Regions from separate parts of the Mus musculus genome. Here all the other regions are linked to region 4. A link is a contact called in public HiChIP or PLAC-seq and promoter capture Hi-C data. All regions are on one chromosome and are shown on one strand. Each heading gives the region's core, a stretch centred on a gene start, on an enhancer-like site or on the middle of the called end of the contact. The rest is flanking DNA. Distances are from core to core; before and after follow the strand shown.

What was found. Promoter capture Hi-C pulls out the DNA fragments that hold promoters and counts their contacts. HiChIP or PLAC-seq counts read pairs in DNA pulled down with a chosen protein or histone mark.
Region 1: an H3K27ac HiChIP or PLAC-seq map of embryonic stem cells shows a contact between it and region 4, with 3 times the contacts expected there. The contact joins the promoter of Cldn7 here to the promoter of Kdm6b in region 4. A contact is called at or near these places in 1 of 484 Hi-C or Micro-C datasets (myocytes) and 1 of 115 datasets of contacts at active chromatin or transcription factors (embryonic stem cells).
Region 2: a FOXA1 HiChIP or PLAC-seq map of pancreatic cancer cells shows a contact between it and region 4. The contact joins the promoter of Slc16a11 here to the promoter of Kdm6b in region 4. A contact is called at or near these places in 4 of 39 promoter capture datasets (hippocampal neurons, liver, pre-B cells and 1 more), 1 of 484 Hi-C or Micro-C datasets (embryonic stem cells) and 3 of 115 datasets of contacts at active chromatin or transcription factors (bone marrow-derived macrophages, embryonic stem cells and pancreatic cancer cells).
Region 3: a contact with region 4 is called in a promoter capture Hi-C map of liver, with 2.7 times the contacts expected there. The contact joins the promoter of Asgr1 here to the promoter of Kdm6b in region 4. A contact is called at or near these places in 2 of 39 promoter capture datasets (both in liver) and 1 of 115 datasets of contacts at active chromatin or transcription factors (microglia).

Annotation. Positions count from the first base shown.
Region 1 is chr11:69,963,968-69,967,003 of GRCm38.p6, reverse strand. Cldn7 (claudin 7) reads right to left here and starts at 1,583. Exons shown (of 4, transcript NM_016887.6): 1 at 855-1,583; 2 at 1-61. The coding sequence starts at 1,077.
Region 2 is chr11:70,212,251-70,215,657 of GRCm38.p6, reverse strand. Slc16a11 (solute carrier family 16 (monocarboxylic acid transporters), member 11) reads right to left here and starts at 1,748. Exons shown (of 5, transcript NM_153081.3): 1 at 1,394-1,748; 2 at 946-1,156; 3 at 560-703; 4 at 1-374. The coding sequence starts at 1,147.
Region 3 is chr11:70,053,100-70,056,452 of GRCm38.p6, reverse strand. Asgr1 (asialoglycoprotein receptor 1) reads right to left here and starts at 2,098. Exons shown (of 9, transcript NM_009714.3): 1 at 1,965-2,098; 2 at 1,487-1,572; 3 at 340-456; 4 at 121-216; 5 at 1-39. The coding sequence starts at 1,553.
Region 4 is chr11:69,414,304-69,417,510 of GRCm38.p6, reverse strand. It overlaps Kdm6b (KDM1 lysine (K)-specific demethylase 6B), which reads left to right and starts at 1,317. Exons shown (of 24, transcript NM_001017426.2): 1 at 1,317-1,494. It overlaps Gm51903 (a long non-coding RNA gene), which reads right to left and starts at 1,998. Exons shown (of 2, transcript XR_003949708.1): 1 at 1,727-1,998.

The sequences.
Region 1 (3,036 bases), core at 334-2,833, 550 kb before region 4:
ATGGCTAAGAAGCCCAACACCAGGGACACCACCATTAAGGCTCGAGTGGCCTGCAGGGCTCCTGCAGGGGAGGAAGGCGGCGGTCATTGCTGGAAATGGCAGGTAGCCTTAGGATGGCGCCAGCCTTAGTGCTGCAGACCGCGCCCACTAACCCCTGGACCGTGGTCCGCCTGTCTGGTTCCGCCGGCAGCCTGGGGCCCCCTAGTCCAAGGCAGGCCTTGTGCAGACGGTTCCCGCCCCCATCCCGCCACCAAGTCCTTTCCGCTCCCCGCCCCGCCCTGCGCTCCAGAACCCGCCCGGGGCGCCAAGGTTTCGATGAAACCGTTCCAGGTAGGGGGGAAGGGAGAAAGGGGGCGAAAGAGAAGTGCAGGTGGCGGCTAAGGCCCTCGCTCCAGCCACACCAGCCGGCGCGTGTCCTAGCTTTGGCCCCGCTATCGAGGCCACCGAGTTTGTGGCTTCAGCTAATCGGCCGATAAGATTAGAGGCCACAAGTACGGTCCCACGTCTAACGAGGGCACGATTCCGCGGCCCTGAGAACCTCCGTCCCTCTTCTCCTTTTGTCCAGAGAAAGAAGCAGGGGAAGAGAGAGACCACTGACTGCCAGGGGTTGGGGGGTGCTTCGCCCAGGAAACCCCCCCAAAAAAAATCTGGGCAGAGGGGCGTGGACCCACGTGGGACACCCAGATCAGATCCCAGGCACGCTCTCTCTCTGTCCCACCGACTGAGCCCAAGGCGTCCACTTCCTCCTCCCTGGCAACCCCGGGCGCCGGGCAGTGCGGCCTGGGCCCTGCCCCACACCCAACCCGGCCACCTTGACCCTGGGCACGTCCGCCCCGTCGGTCCCACGGCCTTACCCGGCAGGGCGAGCACCGAGTCGTACATTTTGCAGCTCATCATGCCGGTGCTCTGCGTGACGCACTCCATCCAGAGCCCCTTGTACATGGCCTGGGCTGTGATGATGTTGTCGCCCGCATAGGAGCTCATCTGCCACTGAGGGATGGCAGTGCTCGCTATCAGGCCCACCCAGCCAAGCATGGCCATTGAAAAGCCCAGCAGTTGCAGGCCCGAGTTGGCCATTTCCTTGTCTCAGAAAAGACGGGACGCGCCGGGAGGGCGACCCTACAGTAAAGCAAAAAAACAAAAAAACAAAAATCCGGGGAGCAGCAACACAAGAAAATTTGGATAGAGATTTAAGTCACCCAAAGGAGAAAAAGATTTTTTTTTGGACCGGGTAACTACAAATCTTGTTAACCGAGGTAAACACAAATCGTCCCCTCCGGTGAAGCGACACTCTCACAGCAGAGGGAACCGGCTTCGCCCGAAGGACTGGTTCCAGACAAAAGCGGTCCCCGAAGGCCGGGCGGTTCCTACCGGCGTGCTCCGAGACTACCCAAAGAAGTGGAGGGGCCGTTAGGGCGTGGCCCCCAGAAAGTATGCGGGCCCTTGGGCCCCAGGCTGCGGTGCGCGGCACAGGGAGCTGGCGGTGCGGCGGCAGGTGCGGGCGAGCAGGTGCGGCGCACCTGAGTATATATATGCAGGACGTCGGGGACGCGCCCCCGCAGGCACCCGGAGCGCTGCAACTTGGGCGGGACCAGAGGGGCAGTCGAGTGACCTGACGTCACTGAAGGGACACTCACCTGAACCGGAAGTCTTGGCCCCTACCCCCTCCTCGTCCAGGTGAAGAGGAAGAAACCTGAGCTCCAGGGTCACGCCCCTTCATTTGCCTGGCTCTAACCGTTGATGGGAAATAGGCGACGGCTTCTCAGAAGTCCCTGGGGTCGGAGTCTGCCCTGCAGACTCCAAGTGGCCCCTTCCTCTCCTTTCCATACAGGTGCGCCTGGGTCGCTGCGGAGCCAGTACCCTCAGACGCCCCTGGAAAGGCTCCTCGCCATCCTTCCCCTGCAGGTTTCGGCGCGTGCCACTTGTCCAGCCCGACTTTCGTCTCCACTCTCAGCTCTTTTTTTCTTTAGTCTCCTACCAAGGCCTGTCTCATCATCAGGGGCCCTAACCCATTACGGTAAAATCACCCGTGCTGCATGCACCCTTCTAGGAATTTCTACTCTCAGACAGTCTAGCAACCTACCGCTTCACCGCTCAAGCCCTCCACAAGACACGGCTCTCCGACAGTCCTCCCACAGGCCTGGTCCCAGGACCAGGTAGGTACAGGACTTAGCACCTGAGCCTGTCAGTGTCTCCTCCAACATAGAGGCTCCTTCTACCCGAAGGAGTTTTCCGAGGGTGGGGAGAAGGGTAAGACCTAGGTCAGAGAGTCTGACACGACACGCCCAACATTCCCCTCCCCAGGTTGTCATTTCTGGTTTACCTTCATTTTCCTCACTTCCTTCTCCATCCACACACTTTCTCTTTCCTTCATTCTGAGCTTCCGGGGACCTGTTTGTGTGCCCTTTCGGTGCCCTCCGACCCACTCTAGCATCTTAATTCATCCCTTAGAAAGTCTAGCTTAAGGCTGGGGAGATGGCTCAGGGGTTAAGAGCACTGACTGCTCTTCCAAAGGTCCTGAGTTCAAGTCCCAGTAAACACATGGTGGCTCACAACCATCCATAATGAGATCTTGACACCCTCTTCTGGTGTGTCTGAAGACAGCTACAGTGTATTTAAATATAATAATAAAATCTTAAAAAAAAAAATAGAAAGCCTAGCTCAGCCTCCACTCCTTCCAGCTTTCCCAGAACTTTGACCATCCTTCCTCCCAGCTTGGCTTCTAAGGTTCTCATTTATCTTTCCCCTTTTCCTGCCTTCTGCATTTTTATTCACCCCCCCCAACACACACACACACACACACACACACACACACACACACACACACACTTCCAGACTAAGGTTGCTCCCTCCAGACCCTTGGAGCCCAGTAGCCCAGTGTGTCCATCACTGCCCCCCTGAACTCTTTCTAGTTCTTTCTTCCAGTCTACCTCTCCTACAACCTCCTTCCACCTCTCAGACCTTCACAGGTCTTTCTTCCTTTTGCTAGTTTTTTGGTTTTTTATTTACGTTTATGTGCACTGGTGTTTTCCCTGC
Region 2 (3,407 bases), core at 499-2,998, 800 kb before region 4:
ATGAACGTAGGGGACGAAGTATCCGCCCCCGATCAAGGCGGTGCCCAAAGCAAAGACTGAAAAGGCCCGGCGCTTGAACAGACCTAGGCCAAGGGCAGCTAGGGGGGTGCGAGGTGGGGCCAGCGGGTCACCAGAGAGAGCTAAAGGTCTTAGCAAGGCGCCACAGGGTGTGAGGTGAAGGGTGACAGCGCCAAGGAGGAGCAAGGCACCCCGCCAGCCGAAAGTATCAAGGAGGAACTGCAAGGCAGGTGCCAGGAGCAGCGAGGATGCCCCATTACCGGTGAGCGCCAACCCTACCGCCAAGACCCGACGGCGGGAGAAGTACCGAGAGAGGGTACCCAGGGCTGGGGCAAACACCAGGGCCCAGCCAGAGCCTGCAAATGGATAGGACAGGATGAGGGTACAGGCATGGCTTTGCAAACATTCTTTAGCCCCTCTTCTCCTCTGCACGCTCACGCGGACACACACACACACACCGCCTTGTACAGTCCCCTATCCTATAAGAAGTTCCTGTCCCCATTATCACCCCTTAAACATACAGCCACCCCACTCTTCTTACCAGCGAGGAGGCCCAGGCCGAGGTAGAGGTGCAGGAGGCTTCGGGCGAAAGCCGAGAAGACCAAGCCAAGCGAGGTTAGGACTCCCCCAACCATCACCACGGGGCGTGCCCCCCAGCGAGTGCTCAGGGCGCTGCCCACTGGGCCTAGAAGGGGGCGGAGTCAACGAAGACATGCCCCGGGACCCCCAAACTATCCGAAACATTTCTCATTGGCTGTTTTGCCTGGCCTGGTAACTCCTCCCATTGACCTCAAGACCCACTCTTCTAGAATTTGGTTCCACCAGTAACTCTCAGGTTGTCTGGTAATCAAGTCTGCTGTCTCCCATCACTACATCCACGGCCTCTCCACCCGGTGCCCGCCTCCCACCTCGGGGGGCCCCCCTCACTGGCTGCCTGCTGCACGGCCAAGGCCAGGGCGCTGACCCACGCAGTGTCCTGGGCGCTTCGTTCAAAGTGCTCCGCGAGGTCGGGGAGGGCAAGGCCCAGGGAGCGTAAGAGCCCGTAGGAGAGCCCGTTCACGGCGAATGCTGCGGCCGCCACCACCCAGCCCCAGCCCCCGTCCGGGGGTCCGGCCGGCTTGGGGGTCATCGCCGTCTGCTGGGGTGGGGAAACACCTGTGAATGAAGTCTCCACGCCTGGGCCTCCGCTAGGGAGCTGACGTCCCTGAGATCCAGCCTCGGGCTGCTCGCCCAGGGAGGGCACGTCGCCCGGAGCATGGGCGCGGGAACCAGGCCTAGGGATAGAAGTCCTAGGTGCGCGTGAGGTCCTGGGATGGAGGGGCAGCAGGATCCCCCAGGCCAGGGGCTCATCCTTCCCAAACCCTCTTTCTCTTACCCGACCTCTCCCGGCGTTGGGGGTAGGGAAAGGGCGAAGGTGGGTTCGGCCGGATTTTCTCCGCGCTTTCCGCAGAAAGGGTTCTGCGGAGCAGCTAGCCAGCACAGAGATGGAGCCCAACTTGGACCGCTCTCTCCAGTAAACAGAGATCACCACAGGGGCCCAAGCCACCTGGGACACGGGGTGGGGGTGGGGGTGAATACCGAGGGCGGGGGAAAGAGAGACAGCCAATCCACCCAGGCCTGGCTAAGGCCTGACGCCGAGTCCCACGAGGATTGAATTATCCACACACGAGCCCCAGCCCTGGTTGGGGAACCGCGAGGAGTGAGCGTACCTGGTGGCCGCGCCCCGCCTCTCCCCGCGCCTCTCACGCCGCGGGGCTCACACCCACGCACCTGCTGCGCACGCAAGAAGAGCCCGGTTGCACTCTTCGCCCGGCCAACTGCCCACGCATGAAAATAGCAGTGGTCTCCAAAACCTAAATGAGTTCTTGGATTCTCGGATTTGTTGTTGAGGATCCTGTAAAGCTCCAACATCAAATCACTCAAATCACTGGCCTCCAATGGACAACACCAGCATGCCCTCACTAGAAAGGAAGGCGAGTTCTCGGTACCAAGACCTGTGATGTTCCAGGCAGTCTTTACATACTTGGCCATTTCATCCTTACAATATCCCTATGAAGATGGCACTATCCCCATTTTACAAATGTAATAGCTGACCCCTAACCCACCCCAAAGCGTTCAGCTAAAAAAAAAAAAAAAATTGAACTTAGGTTTATACTATCGTGGGAGGATACAGGGAGAACAGACCTAGGAGTGACACAGAGATTGGGGACAGTTGAGGGAAAGAGCTTGGAGAGACAGATTGATGTGAACTGTAGTGGAAAGGACAGAATTCATGCAGAGCCACAGTGTGAGGGTGGCTGGGAATAGCTGAAAGGCTTGGGCAAGATTTTTTTTTTTTTAAGGAAGAATTCAGAGAAATAAACCCAGGTGTTTTTCTTGAAGATTTTAACGAGCAACCTTCTTTAGCAGTCACTATTGCTTTACTTCCGCCATTTGATTCATTTGGTTTAATCATTAAACAATGCCATTGAAATTTCAGCGATTTGCAGGTTGGAGCTTATATCAACCCGTAGCCACGGGATGGCGGTGTTTCCTAATTGATGAGAAAGTATCAGCCTAGAAAGGGAAGAAACGTAGCTGAGAAGTCGTGAAACTGGAAGACTAAAGAGAGTAGACAGACTTTCAGAAGCACATCACTGTGTTTGGGGAAGGCCTCACAACCATTAAAGGAGAGCCAGGCTACCTTCCCATCCCACACTCCCACCCCAGGGAATCAGCGTCCTCCCTCCTCAGTAAGTCTACCCTTTTCTCAGTTCTGGGTTTTCACATAAATGGTTTTTCTGCTGAAATGTCCTAGAACAGAAGACCATGAAGGTGTGAGGCCCTGCCACAGACACCTTAGGAAAGTGGCCTCACTGCATTCACCAGCCAGGAGCTGTCTGTGAAAGCCACCGGAGTGGTGGCGCCTGCAGGTACTCAGCCACCAAGGAGGCAGGGAACAGCTGGCTGGTTTCTTGAGAAGGCCAGTAAGAAGTCTGCTCTCTGTAAGTGGAACCCGGCCAGCCCAAAGGAATGGCTCTCTCCGTGATGAAATAGAAATACAGCCAGAGAGGAGACTATTTCTGGGTTGTACCAAATAATGCTGTGTACTTTGGCAGAATGCAAAATCCGGAGCCTAGGGTGATTGGTTGTGAAAGGGCATGTTCCTCGTCTTCCTCATGCTCATAGCCAGAGCCAATGTGTGTTGTCCATGGAGTTAATGAACATTGGAAAAGTGGACCCCCTACCTAGAACCCCAAGAAGACTTACTAAGCTTGACTCTCGCTTCGCTATCTGAGTGCAAACGAGGATCTGCTTCCTTGTTTTTCAAATGGTTATAATAACAGTTACCTGATAGGGTTGTTGTAAGGATTAAATTCGTCATGGCGTATGCATGTGAAAGTAAGAGA
Region 3 (3,353 bases), core at 849-3,348, 640 kb before region 4:
TCGACTCCACTAACTTCATCTTTCTTCCCACACTACTTCCTAGAGGATAAACTTGTTCAAAGTCCTGACAACCCCACCACCCCTCACCCAGACCCAGGCCCCAGACCCAGTCCCCCTCACCCTGGGTGCTCAGGGCCTTGACCTGGTCCTCAGTGCTCACAGTGAGGTTGCTGAAATTCTGCCTTAGAGCCAGCAGATCTTCCCGGAGTTGGGAATCTAAGCAAGAGAGGATGTGGGTAGAGAAAAATAAGTTGTCTGTGTCCACCAACCACCGCACCCACCGCTTGCTCACACACACCCGAAGTTGCCCCCTTTCTCTGCCCAGCCCTGGCCACCCACTTTGGGATGTGATCACACAGACAACCACCAGCAACAGAATGCTGAGGCTCGAGGAGAGCAGGAGGAGGCGGGATCCAGAGCAGAGTCGCTGCAAGAGCCGTGGAGTGGGAGGCGGCCCTGCAAGAGAGCGTATCAAGAGTTCACTACCTGGGCCAACCTAAATCCCGAGGTATTAGGAAGAGCGCAAACTAAGCTCTCCAGTAGACTAAGAGGGGCCGTATAGATTAAGAAATGTGGGCCGTGGACAACCCTGCAGGACCTAAAGATAGGGAAGAAAGGGGGTTATCAGAAGTGCAAAGCTTTGACCTGCCCTAGCATTCCCGAAGCCCTGGACCTCTGCTGCCACCCTGTGGCATAATATTGTCATTACAGACGATGAACCACGCCTGGGGAGTCATTGCTCCACCAAAGTGTGGGAAGGGTGGGTTTCCTCCTCTTTCCGTGAATCCTGTGCGTCTTTGGTTGCATGCAAGGAGAAAAGGTGAGCCTCTCCCACCAAGGGAGAAAATGACACTCAGTCCTGTCGGTTGGCCTGCGGGCTTTCCCTCCTGCCCCCCCCCCCCCGCCCCGTTTCCCCTCCTGTGCTCCTTCCTGCATAAAAGCACACTGCCCACCTGGGATACCTCAAGAGCTCTGTATTTGTTTGTACAGGCACACGACAGTCCCTGCTCAGAGGACAAAGTAGGGAGAGCAGATGCTTCATCTTTCATCCGTGCTGAGACCCTCAGCCCCCTCTCCAAGGGTCCCTTAAGTCAAACTGATCCTGATCACCTCCCATCCCCACCTCCACCTCCACATACACACTGTTGAAACTGAAGAAGAAAGGGACCTAACTTCAGACGGGGCTGACAATAAGCTCATGCCCCCGACCTTCAGTAGGCCCCACACCTTGGAGCCACCCTCTGCCTGGGGTCTTGAGAAATGGGTAACATTGGGAGGAAGCTTGGACATCTGTCACTGAGGATGCCAACACTATGCCCTGTACCCTATGTCCCAGCAAGAGTGATGCAGCCACTGTTTTCTGAGTGTATGGAACAGAGCTAGGGATCTCCACAGGACACAGGAGCTGAGTCGGAGGGACAGAGCCACTGATGTTCTCCTCCAGAGGGGAGAACCCCTCGCCTCTCTGAAAGGGAGCACCTCTCACCTCTCCGGAGTTGATGATGGTCATTATCATTGTCCAGGTGCTGGAAATCTTGATAATCCTTTGTCATGATGGCACTGGATCCGGACCTAGGACAGCCAAATTTAGAGCCTTTAGAGCTGAGGCCGAGGCTAACAGACTCAGAGCTGGATGAAGTCCAGTTCCCTTTTACATCTGACTAGGTGGACATACTTTCTGTCTCCCCTAACCCTATCTGCTCCCAAGCCTGACATCCAAAAATCTATCCTCTAGCTGGACATGATGACACATGCTTTTAATCCCAGTATTCAGGAAGCAGAGTCTGGTGGATCTCTGTAGGTTCGAGGCCAGCCTGGTCTACAGAGTGCATTCCAGACTAACCAAGGCTACATTCTGTCTAAGAAAAATCTCTCCTCTCCCATTCACACACACTGCGCATGTGAACCCATACAGCCACTCTCTCTTGGCTGTCACCCATCCCTTCTCCTCCTGCTGTACTTACTGAAGGTCCCTCAGCACCACGAAGAGCCCAGGCTAAGGAGGGGGCTGAAGCCTGAAGAACCAGGTGAAGAGCCCTGGGCAATGGGAGGGGAGGGGACAGGGTCCATCCAGGGCCCATGTGTGTCCGAGCACGCTGAACCTGGCATCACCAACACCGGGACTTTGAACCATAAACAGAGGTAGGAGTAGACTTGGAACTGGGGAGGTATAGGGGAGGAAAGAAGGCATGGGTGACCTCTATTCTATTTCTCAGAAAAGGGGAGTCTACACACACACACACACACACACACACAGAGGCACACACATCTACGCATGCACTTCCGCATGTTCAATACTTGTTACCTTTTTGTGGGTGAGACAGGCCTTAAAAGGCTAGGGAACAGTTTGCTGCTTGCCCTCAGAGCCCTCCCCCTTTCGGTCCTGAATTTCCCAGAATTGTCCGTATCTCCAAATATCCCTGACCAGGATCAGAGGCACCAACTGATTCCCCGCTCTTGCCCAATCCTGCCCTGTGACCTCAGTGTTATAATTGCAAGCTGTAGATTCCTGGGGTCTCAGCTCCAGGCTCCTCAGCCCTAACCTGACTGACTCACTCTATGGTAGTCCTCCAAGCAGCGCAGTGGTAACAGGAGGAGCAGCTCCCCTCTAGGATCAGGGCCAAGAAATCACTGATTCTACCATATGCCCCAGGACTTCAACCTTTCTCATCCCCAGAGAACAACCCATTCTGCAGGCAAGAAAGCTGAGGCTCTGGAAGACAAGGGCTTCTCAAAGCCATACTACACAGAAGAGCACAGACTAACACCCGGGCAGCCCAACTCAGTGACCTGTGTGCTGCCTCCAGCACCTCACTCAGAATGGGATCCTTAGCTGTCCCACGCACCAGGTCCCCAAATCCCCAGAGAGGCTTAAACATGGCCCCTCATGGTCCTGAGAGCTTCAGAGAGGCCTGTCAGAACTCAGGCTTGGGACAAGAGCAATATTCAACATATAATCCTCCTCCTGTTAGGCTCCACAGTGAGGAGTGGCCTCTGTGGCCGTCTAGAGCCTGTGAGCTATTCAGGAAGGTGCCGCTTACATAAATCCAACTACTCTGTGCGTCCTTGCTTGTCTGTGTCCTAAAAATCCGCATGTTTACATGAACCGGGCTTGCTGCCAGCGATTTTGGTGAAAATTGGGCCATTAATTTAACACTCTCTGATTTTGCCACTTACAATCTAGTTTATTCTGGCAAGCAAACAGATACAGATCCAGTCTGAATAGTAGCTCTACTCATAGAGGTAGGGACTAGCAGGGGGCACCGAGCCTCTTGCTCTCTCAGTGCTAGAGAGACCTCAGCCCTAGCTTGTAAAACTGGAAAATGCTGTAAACTCAGGATTTTTGCATCTTT
Region 4 (3,207 bases), core at 68-2,567:
TGCTGGCTTGAGAGAATTCTGGGTCTTCCCCCCCCTTCTTTTTCCTAGATTGCCATGGAAAAACTTCCTCTCCAGTCCCCACTACCACTACCACCCCCCGTACTCCCTCCCGCGCGCCCTTGGAAGTGTCTCCTGAAGTCTTTTTAGTTTCCCACCTGCTGCATGGCCCAGTGTCAGGTTGCCCCTTTCCCAGCTTGAGCTGAAGTGGGTGTAGTTGCAAGACAGCTGCCCCTAAGAGAGGAGCTGTATGTGGGTATACACACCAGCCCATCCCTGCGACTCCCGTCACCTCCTCTTACCAAACTGAGGAGAAAGAGTTAGGCTGAAAAGTCAAGGTCTTTATCTGTGTAGGTAGGTGGATCAGCTTCTGGTATTGCCCACTTTTGAGAGAGAAGTCCAGTGATAGTTATGGCTGCCCTCTGTTAAATCTTGGAGTTGGTGATGGTATTACAGAGTCTCCTTTCTTGTGCCTAAGAATGTGGATTGTCGGCTCAAACCTGGATTCTAACCCCAGCTCTGCCACTAAATGGGACTCGGGAAAAGTCACAACCTTGCAGAACCTCCTATCTGCAATCTGGGACATTTAAATATCAATACCTACCTTCTAGCTGATGGGAGGGGGCAGTGAAATAATTTATGCAAAGCATTTAGCACAGTGGTTGGTATAAAATTAATACCGAATGAGTATCAGAAAATACATATTATTAAATGTTGTTAGTTATTATAGTGGGTGGACCTGTTTCTAAAGTAGCCCTCACAGGGGATTGGTTAAAGAGTGGAGAATTCTGCTACCTGGAGTGTGTGTTGTGTGTGTGTGTGTGTGTGGGGGGGGGGTGTCAGGGATTAGCATCGACTACTTTATGTACCTTATTTGATGTGGGCTTTAGCCAGATTTGTATTGCTTTCTTTAGGTTTATTTTTCCCCTCCTTAAAAAAAAATAGCTAAGACTATATTCCTTTGGCTGTTAAAATAATTACGTTGTAGCTTGTGATTTTCAAGCGATACTCTGGTTCCCTCCCATGTTGCTCTCTGGAGCCTTTCATTTTGCAAAGGGACTCCACAGTTTCCCTAGCGGGGACATGGCTAGGCTAAAGGGGTGTGTAAAAGGTTGGGGTGGGTGGGTGGGTGGAGAGAGACTAGTGGGGGGAGGCTGGGGGAGCGGGTAGTTAAAGGAAGAGACCGGAAGGGAGGAGGAGGGAGCCTGCTGGTGGGGAGGGAGGGGAGGAGGAGGAGGTGGAGGAGGAGGAGGAGGACGAGGAGGAGGAGGAGGGAGGGAGGGGGTTGGGGAGAGCCTGCTACAGTTCTTTGTTTGACTCCGGGACTCAGGGACGGGGAGGAGGAGGGAGGGAGGCAGAGGCTGCAAGCGCCGGGGCAGGCCCAGGAGGCAGAGGAGGGACCGTCTCCCCCGCCCCCCAGCCCCCACTCCCCCCCCTGCTGCTTCCCCCTCCCTACCCGGACTCTGGGGGCACCGCCGGGGGACAGACACCCAGCAGGTAACCCTGGCCTGGCTCTCCCTCCCCCTGTCTGATTTTCTTCCACACCCTCCCGGACGACCCCTTTCCGTCTCCCCGATTTCCCGGGCCTTGCCTTTCCCCCCCAGCCCTCCTTGTTCCATTTCTGCGAGTTGGGCTTGTCGCCTGCTGGCTCCGCCACCCTCCGTCTCGTGCAGCCTGACTCCCTTCCCCCCACCCCACAGTGTGTGCTCCCCTGTTCTGCCCGAGGCACCTTTTGGGGTTCTGTCTCAATGTTTCTTAGGCTGGCTTCTTCCGACCAGTCTCATGGGGCTCTGAGGAAGGAGGGAGTCCTTATTCTTTAATGGCTCCCCCCAGTCTCCCTTGCCCCATTCTCCTCGTAGCAGTCTCTAGGGGTGAGAGAAAACCGGAATTTGGGGCCTGATGGAGAGGCAGGGGGGCTGTGTGTTGCTGGAGACAGGGACAGTGAGTGTGTGAGGAGGGGGTGGGGATTTGTTAGAGACCAGGCTGCCTCTCTGATGTCCCTTTAAATGGCCCTTACATATCTGGGGGTTAGGGGGTGGGGTGGTGGCAAGCTGCCTGCCTGGGGGGCAGGGCCCTTGGTTTGTCCACACCGTCAGGGGTGGAAATGATTTAAAGGGACAGCCTTGGTGTGGCCACTGCCACCCTGTGCTGGCAGGAGGGGGAGCTGGCAGGCTATGTCTACAGAGGCTTGGCTGGTGAGCAGGGCATTTGAGGCTGTCTGGGACTGGGCCTCAGGTCTCCAGTCCAGTTACTGTGGCTGGAAAAGTGCAAGAAGGGGTTGACAGCCTGCCCTGAGGGTGCTCAGTCTAGGCTTTCTTCAGAACCCCATGGGTGAGCCCTTTGACTCCATGACCAAGAATCTGTGAGTCTGAACTACAGAACCTGTGGGCCAGAACCAGGTGGGGGCCACTGGCAGATCCGCAGGTCAGTAGGGTGACCTGGGTACTTTAGAGCTGGCCCCTTCAGCTTCCCCTTTTGTTGTTTGGTTCTTTGCACAAGAAGGCCCCAGCCCCTCCTCCTCATGCACATGCCCCCCCACCCCCACCCCAGCTGTTGGGCAGATGAATTACAGCCTCCTGCTTGGGGCCAAGGCTGGTAAGGGATTAAAGTTCTGAGGTTGGCCCTTTAAATGGCTGTTGGCCCTCCCCCACTCTGGTGTCCAGACACCCATCACATACCCTTCTGACCCCCTTGGTCTGGCCTGCAACCCTCCCCCCCTCTATAGGCTAGCCTACCCCGTAGCCACAAATTCTATCAACTGCTGGGTAAGCACCTTAGTCCTGAATTTGCTTCCCTGTCCAGAAGGGTCCAGCCTCTAGCATCTTTTCTCCAGAAGGTCCTAGCCAATCCAGTTTTCTCAGCTCGCTGCTGACCACTGTTCCTTAAGGGCCTTGCTTAGGTCAGAAATAACACTTCCCTGGGGGCAGTGTCATCAGCAGGCACAAAAGCTTGCAGTGCATTGCATCATGGAGGCCAGAGGCCTAAGTCTCTGGGGCAGGGGGAAAGATGGGGGCTGGAAGGCCAGGAAATGGAGAGGCCAGGTAGAGAGCCCGTGTGTCTGGGTCCTGGAGAAAACACTGGTCCCCAAGGAGTGAGTCTGAGGTGAGGGTTGACTGAGGCCTAACTCCTGCTATCAACACCTGAGTCTTGGCCCTAGACTTGTAGTAATATACCTAGCTCTTTGTATCTAAGGATTAGGAGGGAAGAGAG